3 separate regions of the Mus musculus genome follow, and all the other regions are linked to region 2. Evidence: chromatin contacts called from public HiChIP or PLAC-seq data. All regions are on one chromosome and are shown on one strand. The core of a region is the stretch at or near the end of the contact, and the rest is flanking DNA. Distances in the headings are between cores, read along the strand shown.

Region 1 (4,137 bases), core at 1,585-4,084, 570 kb before region 2:
CCTTTCCCCATCAGGGTTACCTACAACTCCCACTTATATGAGTACCACTCCCCAAAACCCAAGGATGGATCCACATCTCCACAGTGAGGGTGTCCAACCAGGGTTCAGGCACACTGCGAGCCAGAGGCTTGTCCCCCCAAGTCCTGCCTACACCTATACTGTGTGTGCCACCAGCCCAGCTTGCCTGTTTTGTTCTCTGTCCCAGATGCTCTGGAACTGCCTGTGTCCCACCCTCCTCTTCCCCCTGCCTCCCAAGTGCCCACAGCCTGTGTCCCACCCTCCTCTTCTCCACTCATTCCGACATGGCTCAGAAAAGAGGTACCTTTATTAAAGAGCAGGCTGAGCACTGAGGCCAGCACCCATGCCCTGCTCTATCAGCAGGAGGGGGGGGGGGGGTTCACAGCTTCATCTAGCATTATACATTCATCTGGCAATGGATAGGGGAGCTGTGCCAGGCTCGGTCCCTGGATGTGGACACTCAAGGGGTGCTGGCAGGGAGATGGCATGGAGAACGAGGACCACAGACCCTGCCCACCTCCTCTGGACCTTTTGAACAGATGTATTAAAACCTATATTAAAAAAAAAAAAACTTCCCAGGGTAGCCAGGGGCCCAGAGAGGGTCAGTCCAACACATTTAACTGGGAGCCAATACAAGTAGTCCGCCCATCCTTAGGCAGGCTATTCAGCTGGAACCTGGCCTCCTCGGAGATGCCAAACTGCTCCAGGGGGTCCTGTGGAGGGCACGGTGGCTGTGAGCAAGGCCAGGGAAAGCTGTCCCATCCCTGACCGCCCCACATACCTTGCCAGTCATCTTCCTGATCTCATTCCTGTAGAAGATGAGGCTCTGTCGCATGTATTCGTAGCTGGAGGAAAGGATTGGGCTCACTGTTCACATTCCCCCATGTTTCCACCCAGCTCCCATCAGTCCCTAAAGCCCCACCTGGCCCGCTGCAGAGCTTCCATCCAGTCCTGACACTGCTCTTGGCTACAGCATTCAAAGTGATATTTCCTGCTGAGGTCTTCGACGAAGCCTGGAAAGGGATAAAGGATAAGAGCCACCTCTGGTCAGTGTCCAGTTGGTCTACATCCTGTTGGCCACAAGTCCCAGCTTCCTCTCACCAGGATTTCAAACTACACCTCTTATTCTAACACCAAGTCATCTTCTGCCTGTCTCATGCTGGCTTTGTCCTCCAGAATCCTGACCCCTGAACCCACAAATAGGGGACTCACTGGGAAGTTGGGTTATTGGGAATGGAAGTGGCTAATAGAAGGTCATTAGGTTAGACCCTAAACTGAATGGCAATAGAACATGGGTGATGAAGCCCCAGCATCCGTGTCGGAGAGCAGAACGAATACACCTGTAATGTCAGTGTTCAAGAAAGACTCATGAAAGAGACAGAAGGGTTCGTAGGGCTTGCTGGCCAGTCAGTATAACTTAAAAGTAAGCCCCAGGTGGGACCCTACTGCCAAGCCCAATGACCAGCGTTTTATGCTGGAGACCTACATAGTGGAAGATGAGAACCAACTACTCAAGTTTCCCTCTGGCCTTACTGGCATACTCACACCCCAAAACACGTGTGCACTCGTGCAAGAAGGAGAAAAGAGGGGTACAGATAAAGAACCCCACTGGATAATATAGGTAGACATGATGCCCAAATCTCTACAAGATACTGTAAAGTTCTCGTTAGGGAAGAAGGCTGAGACAGGCCTTAAAGCCTGCCCGTACCCTACCCGTGGCAGAGAGGGCGGCAGAGACTGTTCCTGCTATACACCCCACGTTCGCAGACTGCACCTCTCTCAGTTGGGAACGGGCAGAGGGGTCGGAGAAGAAACTAAGCGAGAACCAGACCCAGTGGGCACTCTGAGTGATAGCTGGGCCAGTCCTGGGCCACCAGCGGACGCGGGATCCAGGACAAACGTAGGCTCCTAAGGGAGTAAAAAGGATCGGGTGTGCGGAGCAGAGTCCGGGATGGAAACTTACTGATGGAGAAGCCGCCCGGTTCTTCCTGGGCCACTCTGCAGCGCTCCAGCAACAGGGCTCCGAGGGGCTGCGCGAGACACGGCCATGAGCGCCGGCCTCCGGGCCGCGCGGGTCCCCCGCGCCCCCCACGCCCCTACCTCGGCCTCGTCCGGGCGGAAGTAAAAGAGGAAGTTGACCACCAGCTTCACCAGTCGCCGCTTGGCCACTGTAGGCACAGGGCGGTGTCAGCGCGGAACTGTTCTCATTCGCCCACCCAGGAACCGCGCCGGCCCGCCCAAGTGCCCCAGCCGCAGCCCCGACTGGCTCACCGCTGCCCTTCTTGGGGCCCCGCATGCCCAGCTCGGCCGCCATCTCTGCCGGCTGTCGGGACAGCGCCTGCAACTCTTTCTCGTTGTACCGCATCCCGCCGCACGGATCCGCGCGAACCAACACGCGCCCTGCCTCTCGGCCGCCGTCCTCCCCGAAGCCGCAGCCAGCGCCACAAAAGTCTCAGAGAGCGATCTCGGAAGTCCCAACCCGGTTACTGCGCCTGCGCGTTGTTGGGCTGGTTGCGCGGCCCTAATTTATGGGTCTGCGCGGTTGAACAGAGTCAGACGGGAAGGAGATGGCCCGTCCTTAAATAACCGCCAGACATACTAAGCGTGAGGTGTAAGTTAGACTCAGAGCACTCCACGATGAGCGAAGCGCCTTCCTGGGCCGGTGAACCCTAACGCTTTCCTCTTGTCACGATAGCCGGCGCCGCTAGACTTAGGGCGGAGCGAAACTGTGCGGTCGCTGCAGTGAGCACGCGCACTCTGCGCCCCGACGCTCCTTTCTCTCCCGCCTACCGAAGACGGAAGTCCATCCGCTGGGCCTGCGCACACACGAAACGCCGACGCCTTTGCTCCCGGAAGGGATCGCTTCGTCGGTCGTGCGCACGCGCGCGGCGAAACCGCGGCCTTGGCGGAGATTAAACCCGGATAGCGAGGCCTTAGCGTTGGTGAGGAGCTGCACAGTTTGTCGGTGGCGGCTGCTCCGTCGGGGAGGCTTGAAGGTGGGAGCGAAAGCCCGGGGGCGGGACGGGGAGAGGCAGCGGCCGCCCTCTTGCCTCAGGATCGGCGCGCGCCCGCCGGGAGAGCGCGCTCTCGCGAGGCCCGTTGGGTCGCCGCGTGATTGCTGGCTTGGGTGGCGCTTCTGTGGCCTCCAGGGTGGTTCGGGGTGTCCGAGTGGCGTCTCGGCGTGTATTTTGACCTCCTTGGTTGTTTCCGTTTCCACCTTCGTTAATCGGGGCCCTGGCGACCACTGCTCCTGTCCACCGGAGCAGGTCCCTTGCTGGGATTGAAAGATAACGGTATCTGCACATAAAAGGGATTTGTCCTGGGACCAGGCCTCCTCCCAGACCATTACCTTAACATATACCACGTCTCTGTCCTTATTGATCGTTCATCGGTAATCTTACGGTAGTCCGTGAGGTTGCGCATCTCCCGTCCCTGCGTCCTGGCCTCCTGTCCCAAGTTTCACGTGTGAGCCCCTCCAGTCATCGGCACAACTTTTCATTTATTTCAGACAGGGTCTCACTGCTTAACTGGGGCTGACCTGCAACTCGGTGTGGAAACTTGGCCGATTTCCAGTTCACAGACATTGCCATGCCTCTGCCTTCTCTCGCATAGTGGGACTTACAGCATGAGCCACCACACTTGGCTGTTTTGATTGGTTTTAAGGAATCGAGGGTTTATTTTGGCTGATGGTATGAAGGTGCGGTCTGCCGTGGTGGTCGTGTTGCAGCAGTAGTCAGCAAGCAGATAAATGCCCTTCCCCGCGTTTTTAAAGATTTTGTTTTAATGTGTCTGTGTGGAGCTTTGTGTGTGAGTGGGGTACCCATAGGGTCCAGAAAGGGATATCAGAGTCCCTGGAGCCTACCGCCACCCTTTTTTCTTTTATCTGAGATAGGATCTCACTGCACAGCCCGGTTTGGTCTCTAACACTAACCTAACCATCTTCCTACCTTGGATAAAGAAATGGGATGAGAAGTGTACACCACCACGCCCTACGTTTTCTGTGTTTCCTGGGGTTGGGAACTGTTGGTGGGCGTTTGCAGAGCTTGGTGCCCCATCCACAGAGCAAGCAGTGTGCTCACCCAGGCCCCAGTTTTGTTTTGCTTTTCTAAGATTTATTTA
Region 2 (3,971 bases), core at 1,301-3,800:
GCCCGTGTGCCAGAACCTCTGTGTCGCTGCAGGGCCCAAGCAAAGGTCCTTGGGCAGGACTGAGGAGACCGTGCAGGAGCCAAGAGACCAAGGGCAGGGCTGTGGGCTGCAGGGGACTGTGAGCAAGCGCATGCAAATGTGCATATTTGGGGGTATGTGTCTAGGGTCCCCTGGAACTTGAAATGGAAACCACAGAGGCAGTTTCAGGAGACACTGCGGCACTCCCCAGGGACCAGCAGCTGGACCTTTCTCTCCTGTCCTTCATTCACCCTCTGTTCCCTAGCTCTGAGCTGTGCTGTGGGGCCTGCATCAGCTTCTACCACTGGGTGATGACAGCAGTGACAGGCGGCGTGGGTGTGGCCGCGGCTCTGGCTCTCTGCAGCCTCCTCATCTGGCCCATCCGCATTCGCAACCGTGGGTCTCCATTACTAGGACTTGGGTGGGGGCGGGGTGCAACCTGGGACCCGCCCTTCCCAACGCCACTCCACTCCTTATTACAGGGGACCCGCGAGACCGGCCTTGACCTCTGGCTCCCCAGGGCGACGTTATGAAGGACCAGGCAGACACCCTGCCCCCTCCCCAACCTGCTCAGGATCAGAGGGCACGGCCTGCGGGTGGGTGTACCCGGCCAAGCTTGCTGAGTGAGCCCTAGGGGCCCGTTGTGCCTCGCCCCACTTTTGACAGGGATGCACCAGCCTACCGGGAGGCTGTAGGGGACACATGCCCGGGCTGCACGTGGGAGAGATCACCTGGCTTACGGGGACACGGACACACGGGTCGGTAGCACGGCTTTATCAGAGCGCGGGTGTGAAAGCCGGAGGAGGCTGGCCGATGGCCGGGCAGGGCCGCTGCAGGCCCCGCTGTCTGAAGTCCTGCGCGGTGAAGCGCGGCCGCTGTGGCAGCGACAGGAGCGGCACATAGTCGGACCGCCAGGGCAGCTTTGCCCCGAACTGGTTCCTGGTGACCACTGCGGACAGGACCGGACGAGCTCTGCAGCTGCGGGGCCGGGGGTGGGGGGGGGGCTCCCAAATCCTTATGCTGACCGAGCCCACCAGGCCACGCCCATCCTGCGCTCCCGCACCTCTGCCCATTGCTGGCCTAGCCCTCCTTATTTTTTCGTTTTTTTTTTTTTTTAATATTGTTTTCTTTTGACACTAGCTAGCCCAGGCTGCCTCCGGGACCAAAAATCCCCCTATCTCTGCCTCCGAGAGTGGAGTGACCCACGTGCAGTACTACCCCCGGCCCCCTCCTGTCCGCATCCCCTCAGCTCACCGAACTCCTTGCCACGGATTTGCCTGTCCCTCCACTGCATGCACCCCCAGCGCGGGCCTGAGTTGAGATACTGCGCGGTTATCGCGGGGTCCCAGAAGGCCATCTCCCGCAAGTGCTGTGTGTAGGCTGCGGGGAGGCACGGAAGGGAGGGTGTCAGTTTGAGACCCACGGGTGTGCACGACCGGAGGTGGGATACTCACCGGGCGGCAGGCCACGCTGGCGACTCTGAAAGCAGCCGTGCCAACGCGTGTGGGCCTCGCGGTACGGAGTGTCAAGAGCACGGGGCAGCTTGTACCAGGCATCACCAGGTTCTGAGTTGGTCAGGCCGGTGAACCACACCTGGCCGGCCGCATCCCGTCCCATGGGCGTGAATTTCCAGCGCACGGCTTGTTTGATGGCCGGCGCCCAACGGGGCCCCTCCAGGGACACGTAGTCATTGCTGAGGGAGGGTGGGGACTGAGCCAGGGCGTCCTGCTGGTCCCAGCCAGCTTTCCTGTCCCAACTCTTTGCCAAGGTGCTGGGTGAGAGTCATCCCCTTCTACCCATCTCCTCTGTGCACTTTCCCACCTGCAGTCTATATCTTGTAGCCGAGAATGGCCCTGTTTGAGGCAGTTGTCAGTGTTGACCTGGCAGCAATCCTGCCTCAGCCTTGAGCCACTTATGGCTGTTGGGGGAAGGAGGGACCAAGGGTGTGCCTAGCCTGTAACTCCCCACAGATGGTGCATGCATGGGAGGCCATGCAGGCTGCAGGAGTGGGGCTTGCAAGGGACCCACGTGAGGTGGCCTGTCATCAGCACCATGGAAGGCCCAAGTGTGAGCAGACCTATGAAATGGGACTTTTCTGCTAGGTGTGGGTGGCGACACTAAGTGTGCCAAGGCAGGAGGATCTCTGTGGGCTTATGAACAGCTCGGGATACACACAAGAATCTAAAAAGGGAGGGCATTCAGGCACATGGCTGCCACTGCAGCACCTGTAGACAGGAGAATCAATAGACCCCTCTGCTTGGGAGTATGAGTGGCAGCACCTGTCTGCTTGGGAGTGGGTGTGTGCAAATGCCTAACTTACAACCCTTGCATACCTCCATCCCAGCCACCTGAGCTGCTGGTAGGGGTAGGGGATCTGGGGTCTGGGTGAAGAAAGGGACCAAGGGCAGGAACCCACCGGTAGAGATGGTCGGGGAAGTAGAGTTCAAGGGTGCCTGAGGGAACAGAGGGCCGAGTAGCCTCCCGCCTCACGTTTTCCATGTCTGGCCCTGCCTGCCCAGAGGCTCTAGTCACCAAGGCCCTGGGGCCATTGTTGACAGGGACAAAGGTATCCCAGCAACAGGGAAGCGGGCAGCCACAGTCTAAGACCTCAGCTTACTTCCTGGTGCGGGGCTGGGACCCAAAGTGTTCCCTCCCCCCTCCCTGCCCCACAGCGGGAGGTCATGCCCTCTAGAGCGTGGGTCTCCACCCCATCTCTGTCCTCAAGACACATCCAAGTAAGGGCACAGTGACAAAGGCCACAAAGTATGGGCCATGATCTAGAGATCCACAGAAGGAAGTGGATACCTAAGTCTTGGGTTGGGGAGAATGCTCTGGGATCACTGGTGGCATCGCTGAACATGCAGAGCCCAGGGCCTGCTCATTCTGCTAGTGCATCCTGTGTATCTCATGACAATAAACAGCAACAACCAATCTCATAGCTCAGTCAACCCTTTACAGTCTGTATAGGCGGCGCTCCACTTGGGTTCCTGTTTTCTCACCAGACATCACCTCCCCCTCTCTGGTCACCAACATGCTAAGCTTGCTCCAGTCAGGGTCCTGGCCAACTTACCCAGGACACTGCTGTGGGGTGGGAGCCCAAGCCACAGGCCCTCCCTGCTTGCAGTTCTGGCTCTGTAGGCTTTGGTCCTTACTCTCTGACTCACCTGCACCCTGACCTGTATACCAGCCCTTCCCATTCATGGCCTTCACAGTCACAGCTGGCTGCTCTGTCCAGGGCAGGTGCCTTCTGAACCACACACACCAAGAAGGTCAGCCAGGAATCAGAAGGCAGGCTGCACCTACCCCTGCATATGGAACACGCCCAGCAGGATTTCCACCAACAGGAGGTCACAAGGGCCTGTGACACTAGTGCACATCTAAAGGCATTTTGCTTTTGGGTACAGATGTCAACAGCAGCAGGTGGCCCTGAACCTTAAACTCCTGTTAAGTGCAGAACCCACTTAGCTCACAAGGCTATGACTCCCACAGGCCTGCAGGCAGCCAACCCCATAGTGACTGTGTCCCAGGGGCTTCTCCAGCCATCAGCAGTTTTGGGGCAAGGCAACAAAACACAGGAGACCGACCCCAAGGTGTCACAAATACATATATACACACGTGCACACACCATAGGCCACAGCCACCACACTGGGAATCCCCAGGCAAGGGGCAGTGGAGATGGGGTATGAAGACAGGGAGGCCCAGGAAGCTTAGAGGCAGCCAGGAAGAGGCAGACAAGGCAGCTGGCTAGGGACAGGGTGAGCTGACACCCACGGGGAGGGGTTACAGAAGGCGCACACACAGACAAAGGGTGGCAATGCAATCAGAGTCAACGCAGTTAAGAGTGTCACAGGGTGAGAGGCCCAGGTCCCTGCCAGTGCCTCCCAGGGTCTTCTGGTTTGGAGTGGCAGCAGAGAGGGGCACAACGGCTCAGGTCCCCAGGTGACACTGGGTTT
Region 3 (4,033 bases), core at 12-2,511, 930 kb before region 2:
CTGTGCCGCGCCCCACATTAACACAGAGCAGATGTTCCCATCTCGGGGTCCCTGTGTCTCCCCTCCTTCTCTGTACCCAGAGATCCCTTTCTTGTAGCAGACAAAAGGACTTGCTCTCTTTCCTCCAAACTCCAGTTTAAATCGGGGGGGGGGCATCCTTAAGTGGCAGGGGGGGTCTTCCAAGATCTCCAGGAGTTGGGGAACCCCAAGTTAACGAGGTGAAGATATTGGGTTCACTCTTCCTTCCAAATTCCAGTTTGGATGGAGATTTGGAGACTTCCCTGGGTGGGGGTGGGTTGGAAAGGGACACCTCCCACAAAATCCCCAAGAATTAGGAACTCTAAATTGTGGAGTGCGATATAATCCTCAGCCTTCCAAACTCCACTAGGATCAAGGGGACACCTCAAGTGAAGAGGTGAAGGTGGGTGATAAGGGGACACCTCCCCTAAGATAACCACGAGTTGTGGAACCACTAGCTAATGGAATGAGGAGGTGGCCCTCTCTCTTCCCTCCAAACTCCAGCTCCGATCAGGAGGACCCCCTCTCTAAGGGCAGATGGAAAGGGAACACCTCCCCTAAGATCCCCACGAGTTGGAGAATTCCTATCTGATGAAGTTGGGTGACCGTCCACAGAGAACCGTCACAAAAGAGGCCTGGGCAAAGTTTGCTCTCAAGTGCGCGCGTCCCCTCCACGTCGCCCCCCTCTCCAGGCGCGCAAAGTTGAAGACAGAGAACAATGCGCCGCCGGGCCCGGGGCCCTGTGCAAGGGGGACGCGTGCACACTCCCCCGGGGGCTCACCCCAGCCCTAGCCTCCCCGCGGACCCGAGAGAGACCCAGAGGCAACTTTTTTTTTCTCATGCACTAAGCAGAGGGGGGGGGTCCCCACCGTGCGCGCGTCCCCGTGAGCCCCACGCGCGCGTCCGGGGCCCCTCCGCGTGCGCTCACCTGCTGGGCGGGGGCATGCACCGGGTGCACCGGGGCTCCCTGCTGCCCACCGCCCTCGGGGACCCCGGGGACAAAAGGGTGGCGGGCGCGTCCCCGAGGGTCGCGCGTGGGCGGCGGGAGCGCGCAGGGCTCGGGGTCGCGCGTCCTTCCTCCTCCCCACTCGCGTTCGCGTCGCCTGGTCTCTCTCGAGCTTCTCTCAGAGCAGGCCCCGCGGGAAGGGACTGTAGCAGAGGCGGCGGCGCGCGGCGGTGGCCCGCGGTGGCCCGCTACGCCCGCAGCCGCCGGCGCTGCCTCATCTTCCTGCGGCGGGAGACATGTTCCGCCCCCCCACCCCGCCCCGCGCCGCCCGCGGAAGCCACGCCCCCAAGTGACCACGCCCACTGTCGCCAAAAGCCACCTCCCCTAAGTCGCTGCAGCCGCGCCCCGACCGGATACACAGATCCCTCCACTACCTCTTGAGGCGATAGTAACATACACCACCTCACAACAGTCACTGCCAGAACACCCACAAAGATTACCATGACACCAAGAATCAACCCGTATCTAATACTAAAGTACTTCCGGCAGAGATAGTCTCTATCAAACCGAGGGAAAGACTTAGGAACTATCTTCCTACGCGGCGGTATACACGCACTGAGCGAAGCGTCCTTGACGCAAGCGGGAAGGACCATTAGATTGAAAGATAAGGACCGCTACAAATAACCAATGGGAAGGTGGAGAGGTTAGATTGGCAGAACTCAAACCATTTATTGCGAAGTATCATCTGCGTTCCCGCCCTACAGCAGAGGCGGGATTCTCAGAGCAAGAGGCCGCGAGAAACTCAACGGGAAGGCGGTGGAAGGGCGGGGTTTGAGATTTTATTTTCGGGTTCTTATGCCCGCCGGCGCCGCCACGTCAAGTGGGTTCTATTTGAGTTTCTAGGATGGGCTCTGGGTGTTATGTGTTCGAGCGGGTATATCAAAGTCGGGATGGGATATCAGATCCTTAATGAGAGGCTAGGAAACGATGGATCATTCTCTCTCTTGCTGAAGGACCTCCACATTGGTCAACTTTTCCGTCTTTTGAAAATAGGTGTTTCGTGGTGCATATAATAAAAAATGCCAGGAGGTGGCGGCACTTTAATCCCAGCACTGGGGAGACAGAGGCAAGCAGATCTCTGTGAGTTCAAGGCCATCCTGGTCTACAGAGTGAGTTCCAGGATAGCCAAGGCTATCCAAGAATCACTGTCTCGAAAGAAAGAAAGAAAGAAAGAAAGAAAGAAAGAAAGAAAGAAAGAAAGAAAGAACAACGAAACAACGAGGGCGGGAGGGGTACTGAGAGGAGAGAGGGTAAACTGAGATTGGGATATAATATATGATAAAATAAATTTAAAAAAGAAAAACACATAATGAGGCCAGGTGTGGTGGCCCATGCCTTTAATCCCAGCTCTTGGGAGGCAGGAGGAGCTCTTTGTTTGAGTTTGAGGCTAGCCGGTTATATAAAGCAAGTTGCAAGCCAGCCAGCTAAGGCTGTCCAGTGAGACCCTGCCTCTCCCTGAGGGTTGTAGAGACAATATGTCCCTCGCGCCTAGCTTCTGCTCAGTCTTCACAGCTCACTGGGGCTCACAGCCCAATGAACACAGCAGAAAGGTGCATGGCACAGTGGGTGTCCAGGTCAGGCAGCAAAGAGGATCCCTAGTGTAGCTGCCTGCTCCCTCTCCCTCACCTTCAGTCAGAGATCAAGGACATGCCCCCAGCATCACACAGGAAGGGCCTGGTGTGAATCGCACCTCTAGGTTCTGACTTTTTGGAGTTGGCAGGGGTAGAGAATTGAGAAAAGGTCTCATGTAGCCCAGGCTGGCCTCCAACTTCCTATGTAGCCAAGGTTGACCCTGAACTCCTGTTGGTATCCCCTACCTCCCAGCTAGTACTAAGATGGTAGCTACCACACCTGGTTATGTGGTGGTGGGAAGAAATGTAGTGCTTCATATATCCTAACTAAGCGATCTACCACCCCAGCTACCGCTCCAGTCCTTTATCCTTGGAACTGGTCCCTACTTCCGGTCCTTTTTGCTTCCCCCATATCTCAGAGCCTTTGGGCAGGTTCTTGGTACAATCTGAGACTCAGTTTACCTATAAGGAAAATGAGAGGGCGCAGTCATGGGCACACGGGTGTCACTCCACAAGTCTCTGCCTGGTCAGTCCTTCTATGATCCTGTTGAAGGACTTGGGTATCCGGATTGAATCTCTGTCCTTGAAACCTAGGTCTTTCCTGTGGCCCAACCCTGGACCCATAGAGTTGAGTGTTTGCCCACCATGTGGGGATGCAGCATGTAGTTCACTGGGCAACGTTTGGTGGCAACCTGGTGGTTGCAGCACCTCTAGGCTTGTCATCCAAAGCGAGAAGGCTCACCAGAGAGCCCCCTCCTTCATCTGTCCTGAATGTACTCTTTCCAACCAGGAGCTGTCAGGTATTTTCCAAAAAGTGAGTCCATTGTACAGAGAAAGAGACTGAGGTTCTGAGGGCTCCCCCATTCACCTCACTCCCACACCGGAGCCACACACCTGCAGGGAGGCTCTCTAGGCACTCACAAACCACCATTGTTTTCCCCCAGGAGGCCCATCTTGGGGCTGAGTCACCGGGTGGAACAGCCAACAGTGGGGAGTCCTCTCTCTGCTGTCACCTCTGCCCAGCCCTGAGGCTTGGGTGTGCCCTGGCATGAGGACAAGCTGCCAGGGGCTGGAGCCAGGGCCCCTTTGGAGCGGCCCACGGCCTGCCCACCCCCGCCCTCCTGACTGTGCCTTTTGTTCTGCTGTGGGTGCTGGGGGAACCCGTCCACCGGCCACAGAACCTGTCTCTCAGCCATTGGGATTGTGCTCACAACCTGGAACCTATAGCCACTTTTGCAGGAGTATAAAGCAACAGGACCAAGGATGAATTCCCACAGAAAGGCGGGCAGACATAGAAGGATGGAAAGCTGGGCCTCCACACGTCCATCATTGCCACTACTGGGGAAACTGAGGTAGAAGGATTGCAAGTTCAGGGCGCCCTGGAAAACTTACTGTCAGAAAAGCTAAAAGGAAGGCAGGGAGATACCTCATGCGTGGC

What was found. HiChIP or PLAC-seq counts read pairs in DNA pulled down with a chosen protein or histone mark.
Region 1: a contact with region 2 is called in an HNF4G HiChIP or PLAC-seq map of pancreatic cancer cells. The contact joins the promoter of Plekhj1 here to the promoter of 4930404N11Rik in region 2. A contact is called at or near these places in 4 of 39 promoter capture datasets (embryonic stem cells, liver and pre-B cells), 2 of 115 datasets of contacts at active chromatin or transcription factors (embryonic stem cells and pancreatic cancer cells) and 1 of 9 other capture datasets (liver).
Region 3: a contact with region 2 is called in an HNF4G HiChIP or PLAC-seq map of pancreatic cancer cells. The contact joins the promoter of Tcf3 here to the promoter of 4930404N11Rik in region 2. A contact is called at or near these places in 1 of 115 datasets of contacts at active chromatin or transcription factors (pancreatic cancer cells) and 1 of 9 other capture datasets (liver).

Annotation. Positions count from the first base shown.
Region 1 is chr10:80,795,792-80,799,928 of GRCm38.p6, forward strand. Plekhj1 (pleckstrin homology domain containing, family J member 1) reads right to left here and starts at 2,835. Exons shown (of 6, transcript NM_023900.2): 1 at 2,290-2,835; 2 at 2,119-2,186; 3 at 1,982-2,048; 4 at 941-1,031; 5 at 800-863; 6 at 308-731. The coding sequence starts at 2,383. The coding sequence ends at 621. Sf3a2 (splicing factor 3a, subunit 2) reads left to right here and starts at 2,944. Exons shown (of 9, transcript NM_013651.4): 1 at 2,944-3,014.
Region 2 is chr10:81,363,270-81,367,240 of GRCm38.p6, forward strand. 4930404N11Rik (RIKEN cDNA 4930404N11 gene) reads right to left here and starts at 2,551. Exons shown (of 4, transcript NM_001014836.3): 1 at 2,435-2,551; 2 at 1,473-1,711; 3 at 1,273-1,398; 4 at 755-967. The coding sequence starts at 2,517. The coding sequence ends at 795. It overlaps Mfsd12 (major facilitator superfamily domain containing 12), which reads left to right. Exons shown (of 10, transcript NM_028657.4): 9 at 284-414; 10 at 501-2,956. The coding sequence ends at 523. It overlaps Fzr1 (fizzy and cell division cycle 20 related 1), which reads right to left. Exons shown (of 14, transcript NM_019757.1): 14 at 3,610-3,971.
Region 3 is chr10:80,432,374-80,436,406 of GRCm38.p6, forward strand. Tcf3 (transcription factor 3) reads right to left here and starts at 1,262. Exons shown (of 19, transcript NM_001164149.2): 1 at 947-1,262.